Regions from separate parts of the Mus musculus genome. Here region 2 is linked to region 1. The links are chromatin contacts, called in public Hi-C maps. All regions are on one chromosome and are shown on one strand. The core of a region is the stretch at or near the end of the contact, and the rest is flanking DNA. Distances in the headings are between cores, read along the strand shown. Region 1 holds the start of Gdnf (glial cell line derived neurotrophic factor). Region 2 overlaps Wdr70 (WD repeat domain 70).

What was found. A called contact is a pair of places that touch in the nucleus more often than the background predicts.
Region 2: a contact with region 1 is called in a Hi-C map of myocytes, with 2.4 times the contacts expected there. The contact joins the enhancer-like site here to the promoter of Gdnf in region 1. A contact is called at or near these places in 2 of 39 promoter capture datasets (both in the 3T3-L1 cell line), 13 of 484 Hi-C or Micro-C datasets (the C2C12 cell line, Sertoli cells, cumulus cells and 6 more), 1 of 115 datasets of contacts at active chromatin or transcription factors (embryonic stem cells) and 2 of 9 other capture datasets (embryonic stem cells and pancreatic islet).

What each region holds. Positions count from the first base shown.
Region 1 is chr15:7,813,818-7,817,208 of GRCm38.p6, reverse strand. It overlaps Gdnf (glial cell line derived neurotrophic factor), which reads right to left and starts at 1,659. Exons shown (of 2, transcript NM_001301357.1): 1 at 1,444-1,659. The coding sequence starts at 1,594.
Region 2 is chr15:7,876,064-7,879,454 of GRCm38.p6, reverse strand. The region is part of intron 17 of Wdr70 (WD repeat domain 70); the gene reads left to right. Among named protein-coding and RNA genes, the nearest start is that of Gdnf, 62 kb to the right of the region's middle. Within about 2 kb of position 1,529, at least 71 of the 459 cell types and tissues checked have an H3K27ac peak or open chromatin away from gene starts, as enhancers often do. A contact at or near this core is called in the C2C12 cell line, embryonic fibroblasts, muscle stem cells and 1 more, where this site is marked.

The DNA.
Region 1 (3,391 bases), core at 410-2,909:
GAAAGGCATTCCTTCCGTGGAGCTGTAAACTGTTCACACTGAGTTCTAAAGCCATTAACTTGGAAGAATTAGTGGGAAGCAAGCCCCGGTAGACAGGATACTAATATAGCAATTAAACCCCCATGAATTAATCAGAATGCAATCAAACAGTCAGAGTTCTCTCCACTGATACCTGAATTTGAGAACTATTATTATCTGCCACTCTGCCCCTGTCCCTTTGGTTTGCCCTTTTGCAATGGTTAAATGAAGACAACAACAGAGGGCATTTAGAATTTCAATCAGAGAAATATTTGTACGCCCTAAGCTTGGGATTGAAGTGAGGCTCTTTAAAGATGAGTTTAATTGACAGGTCTGGGTCTGAATTTCAAGGGACCAACTACGTTCCTTTTAAACCACAAATCACTCCCAAAATCCTTATAAAATTCTATCCCCCCCGCCCCTTTTTGACCCTTATACAAGAAGCCATTTTTGTTGTTGAAATGAAACACTTGCCACATTCTGCCTGTTTTCTTGTCCAGGGCCAAGGGTTTCTGTACGTCCTGGGCTGACTCAAGCTTTCCCTGGTGGTCATAACCACAGGGCACTTCAAATGCAAACCTTCAAAGCCACTCGTTCTAAGGGGTGAGGTGGGTGGCCGCTGAGTATTTTGAGATTGTATCAACTTTTCTGTTGCCACCTTTTAACCTAGATACTTTCATTTTCTCTGTAACTCCTTTCCTGTCTATCTGACTTTACCCGTATGGACTTCTGAGGACTGGAGGATAGGTTGTAATTGCTCGCTTCTAGAAGGCATTAGCTTTGGAGCAGTAAATCACAGACTTGTTTTAAGAGTACCCTGCGTTTGTTGTGGTTGTTGTTTTTGAGTTAGCACTGTGCATTCTGAACGTTTCTCCCTTTCAGTCCACTTTGCACTAGTCACCCTGGACTCTTCCTATAGCAGAACTCTTCTGAACAGAATTGACACTAGGCAGATGCTAGCTCTGGAAATGGAGGTCCTTCTGTGTTTTCTCTCTGGCTGGCCTTTCTCACAAAACTCCTTGCAAGTGCAGTTCAGGATGAAAATGCAAGAGGGTTTTAGCAAGGCACAGTAAAATAGCCTTAAAAGAAAGATCCTGCTGTGTATTCTTAGAGGGGCAGGGAAGTAAGGGGTTGGGGGCAATGTGTGTGTGCCCTGGTTGTGGTTGTGATGGTGGCGATAGTGGGATATTTGTTGATGAGAATGATAAAGGGACACTATTCCACATCCTCTGTATTTGCAAGGCGCCTGGAAACCCTTGGGCAGCGGCATGCAGCTGAGTACCCTTAAGGGCCTCCCAGCCCTTCCCACTTAGTGGAGAGGCGCACAACCTTCCCGGCTGGCCCGGGTGACTGCGTGCGTGCATGCTGCGGTAGGGTGCCCTGGGGTCCGCCGGATGATGCCCCCGGGGAGGGAACGGTTCTTACAGTCACTGGTCAGCGCGAAGGGCACGCGGCGGTGGCCGAGGGAGTGGTCTTCAGCGGGCGCTTCGAGAAGCCTCTTACCGGCGGGCAGCGGGAAGGCAGACGCGGTGTGGAGCAACACCAGGCAGACAGCCACGACATCCCATAACTTCATCTTAGAGTCCCGTCCGGCGGCGGCACCTGCGCGGGCGGGCAGCGGGGAAGAGAACCGCACCAGGCAAGTTAGGCTCAGACGCCCAGGACCCTGGTGCTGACTGCAGGGCAGCCTCTTCACCACTTCCCTGCCCCCCCCCCCAACCTGCTCCCAACTCACAGCCTCTCCGCCCGCACTGCTTTTGATCGGTGCTTCCCTAAGCACCCCGCCCTTGTTCTGGTTTACTGCCCGCCCATCTTCCTTCATCCCTGGTACACCCCAGGTGCAGCTCGCATTCCCAACGGGTGCACTGCTGACCACTCTTCGGTCCTCCAGCCTCCAACTTCCAGAGGTCAGATTATGGACATAAATTTATACCACAACTCCGGGCCCGTTGCTTCTACTGGCTCGCGCGACATCCCATATTCCCGGGGGGCGGGGGCGCACGGGGTAGCCCCCATCTGGCTACCTTTGCCCGGCCCTCGACAGACAGAGACCACCCTTCCCCTCCCCAGCAACTCCCATATGTGAGCTCTGGAAGCCATCCTTTCGCTGATGCAAACAACAGGCTTTTTACCTCTGGGACTAAAATCAAGCTCACCTATCTGTCCCAGGCTGGACCTTTCTTCTAACTAGGCAGGGTGTAGGCTCAGGCTTGGTGGAAACACTTGCCCTCCCTCTGTCTACCTTTTAAACATCCTGGCTAAGTGAAAGAAAAAAATGTCACCAGAACAAGTTCATGTGACTTTGCAGACTCTGGCCTGCATAAAAGTGCCAAGTTAAGTCACTTAACTTCGGAAGCATCGGTTTGGCTTAAAATACCAGTTCCACTTCTTAGGATCATTAACTCACGAACAAGTCCAGAAAGTGCCCAATAAATGTTTTACCACTGTTAGTAGGCGGCGACTGGATCTATCTTGACATTTAAAGCCCTCCGTGGTATACCCGAACACGCCCTTGATTTTAGTTTTGCAGCTTTGTGAAGTTTTGGTCCTAATTCTGTCCCTCTCAGCAGAGATGCTATCTTTCGGTTCCCCTAGCTACTCCAGGACCCAGGACCGTAGTAAGAGTCCTGAACACCGAGTCCTTTGGACTCTTAAGACCTCACATCTCTAGAAAGGAAGAAGGCCTTGCAGTCTGGGGTGAGCTTGCTAATAAAGAAGGCTATGTTCACTTGGCGAAAAGTCCCATCCAAAGAGACGGGGGAAGAGAGATTGAATCACTTCGGGTATGGTGGTACTCTGTCACTCACAAGTCCCGTTGTTCCAGCATGGGGAATTGGCTGGGGAGCATTCTCAAATCAGGTAAATCATGCATTTTGAGAAAACAGTCTTGACATTTTTAATGGGGGAGGGCAAATCAGTTTTCAGGTACACACACACACACACACACACACACACACACACACACCTCCCTGCACCTTTCCTATTAGTCTCCAGGCTTTTGCTTCTCTCTCCTTTCCGGGGTACATCCCTCCCGCCCCTCACAATCTCCACCCAGAATTCCAGTCTAGGTCCCTAGATAAGGCCACTAGGAAAGCATTTAATTCGGCTGCCACCTCCCACTGCTGCGGAGACGAATTCATTTTCCATCCCTTGGGCGTCTGTTTTCTCCGCAGCTGTTGGGTTCGGAGATTGGGAAGCGACGGAACCACACAGCTCCGGGGTTCCGGCTGCGCGGGCTGGCTCGAACACCCCAGAGGAGGGGGAAAAAAAAAGACTCCCCTGGCTCCCGCCCCTCACGCAGCAGTGCAGAGAGGCGCTTCGCGAGCGGGGAGCGGGGGGGGGGGGGGAAGGCAAGGCCTCCGGGGTGCTAGCT
Region 2 (3,391 bases), core at 280-2,779, 62 kb before region 1:
AGCATGTTGCAATGTTGTACTTAACACATGAATTCTTATGCTCAGTATGTTATACCTAGGACTTTAGAAAAGGTGTCAATCATCTGAGGCGAGGAACCCTGTTATCTAACGTGTTATGTAAACAGTCGTGGCACTTCTTCTGTACTAACACCGTGATGGACTTGCTAGAAAGCTTAGTATGTGTTAGCATAACAATCCTCATCACCCACGAGGTAGACAGTATTCCTGTCCCCACCTTGTAGATGACGGAACGGAAATGTGTAATTTGACCAGTGCCCCACAGGTAGCAGGTGGCCGACTTAGGACTGTGTACAGAGAGGCTGCCTTCTATGCCCTGTGCTTGTTTCTCCTCATGGGCAGCTAATAGTAGCTACTGGGATGCTGAGATGTCTGTGTGAGCCAGCATGGCTTAGCAGAGGGAACCCTAGACTAAGAGTCAGAAGTCCTGAGTGTACTTCCAGTTCTGCTACAGCCTGCTAAGGGCAGGGCTTGCCTTACTGAGCCGGTTCACGGTTCACCGTATCCACACGGTAGGAGGGTAGGATCCAGCCACACCCGAGTACCGGTCCTTAGAAATGTGTACCTGAGACATCAGAAAGATCTCGGGGAACCTGGCCCGCCTCCGCTTACTGTTTTCAAGTCTCAGTCTTCTTTCCTGTGTACCACTTAATAGTAAAAGAGCTAGTGGAGACATTACAGGACTCTTCTGGGTCCTTCATTCTTGTGTTCCATACCACATTTCACATTTGTTCACCCACATCTCACACTTGTTCTTTTTTCTAGTTGCTGAATTCTCAAACATAGCGTGCTGCACTCTATGACTTCAAGAAGTGTTTATTTCTCAAATGCTATGTCTGCACTCTCTGAAGAAGATTCTTTATCTAAGGCATCTACTGCTTTATCTGGAAGCTTCTTACACATGCCCAGTGTTTTAAATTTTTTATTTTATTTTTTGGTTAGGTACTCACAGATAGAAGCAGCCATTTCAAGCTGAATCTTTTTGGTCAATCCTTTTGTTTAATCACAATAATTCTGCAATTGTGATGATTGGGTCAGAGTTCAGCCAGGCTGGATTCATGTTAACGGGGTTAACAAGTGTGTCAGATTGTCGAGTCATGGCTATTATTGGCTTTGGCTTTGAGGTTTTCGTTCATAATAAACAACGGGCCCCGAGCCAAGAGACCTCGTGGTCTGTGCTCACATCCTCATGATTAAATATTGCAAGTGATTTCCCCTCATATTCTTCCCATCACCCACGAGCTTGCTTTCTGCATCTTAGGTGAATCACAGCAGAAGCACACCCGTAATTAGAGAGACTGTGACCCGTGCGCGGACTTTGCATCGCAGCCGAAAACACTGATGACTTCACTCTGCTTTGAGTGTTAGAAGGAGTTGCAGAGGCATAGATTAGGGCTTAGTCAGAAGAAAATAGAAGTCCCCTTGACACTTTGAGTCTCTGACACAGACAGTGCACTCTAAATACCCTTTAGAAGACTGCGGTGGGTGGGGATGGGTTTGCTCTCACTGGCTGCTCTGGCTGGAAACCCTGAAGGGCACTCACTTTCCTTGGATTCCTGTCATTGTGCTGGAGCGCGCACTTGCCATGACTCACATTGTACAAATAATCTGGAGAATTTCTTTTAAAGTACCAAAGGGAGTGATAGAGTCAGCGAGCCACGAAAGCAGGGAGGAAGGCTACTCTGGGGGAAAGAGAGAAGGGAGCCGGGTCACAGGGCAGGAGACGACTAAGAATTGAGTGTAGTGATGCGTACCATGTAGATGCTTCGGGGAAAGCCTTTGTATACTAACTCCCAAAAAGAACTTCAGCCAACTCAGGAATGCTGAGAGCAGGAGAAATGTCTTCCCCAGAGAAGAGCACACCACTGGCTATCCAGAAATGGCTATCCAATACCTAGTGGTCAGCCCTGAAAACATAGAAGAGTAACCTGAGCAGATGATATATAGAAGCATATACATGTACATATATGCATATAATAAGAACTAATGAAAAAGGAGACCGTAAATGTAAAAGAGAACAAGGAAGAGTATATTGAAGGGCATTATGGGAGGAAATGGGAAGGGTACATGATGTAATTATATTATAATTTCAAAAATAAGTGATAGAAAAGTTTTAGACTAATTTTTTTTGAAAAATTAGCACAAAGCATCACCAAATTACACCTTGTAGATTTGGTAGACATTTGCATAAGCTCCTGTATTAGCTTCATGAAATCATATTTACATGTAAGAAATGCAGGATATACTGGAAACATGACAGAGCAAGACAAAGCCCAAAAAAGCATTCCTTTGAATAGTCTATTTAGAGGTTGACAACAGTCATTATACTAAAACTTAACTGTCCTTAATAATCCAGTGAGCTGTTACCAAATTTAATCAGATGAAAAATTCTTACTCAAAAGAGTTCATTAAACTGGAAGATGTAAGTTCCACATCAGCCTCTGTATGGTTAACACATAAAAATGGCCACTATTAGGCAGTGGCAGAACTGGGTGAAGTTGCTTTGAGTAAAGTACTCACCAAACAGGTTCTCCTTTGAAACTGCGGCATCCCTATGAATCTGCTGGATTACAGAGTCATCTCCCTTTCTTTTAAGCCATTGCCTTTATCTGTTCTCAGTTAGGGCAAGGGAGATGAAGCTGTCTTGAGGCTGTAAGTTCAAGGAACTGCCTACTAATAATTAGAGAATAAGGGACCACAAAGATGGCTCAGAGGTTAAGAGCATTGGTTGCTCTTCCAGAGGACCCAGGATCAATTCCTACAGGTCATATGGTAGCTTACAACTACTTAGAACCCTAGTTCCAGAGCATTCAATGTCCTCTCCTGGCATCTACAGCCACCACGCATGCACATAGTGTACAGATACGCATACAGGGAAAACACACACACACATCTTTTTAAAATAAGCAAGTGTAAGATAAGGAATGATGGTAAATGCTTTCTTGAAGAATGTCTCTCTTGCACTCTGTGTCATGTACGTATGTAGCTCAGAATTGCTGCTGGGTTTTCATTGTCCATGTGGTTTGGCTCGCCACACTGTCTCTCGTGGACATACAGGATGGAGACTGTGCTAAGAGCAGTGTACTGATTCCATTTGTGTAAGCAGCTCAGAAAAGAATCCACACTTAACAGGCCTAAAGGAGGTATTGTTGCTGTTCGTCCCCTCCTGGCTCCAAAGTGGGGTTTCTAGACCAGCTTTAAGTTGTTTTCAAATGCATCAACACTTTGTCTGTCTGCATGTTCACATCACTCTTCTTTGTCATTGTTGATTTATTTTTATAGTGCTTTCGTGTGCTAAGGGAAAATTAGGCCATTCCCTAGAGAAGAACTCTGCTCGTTCTATTCTTAACTGTGTGATTGCACAATCGCCCCT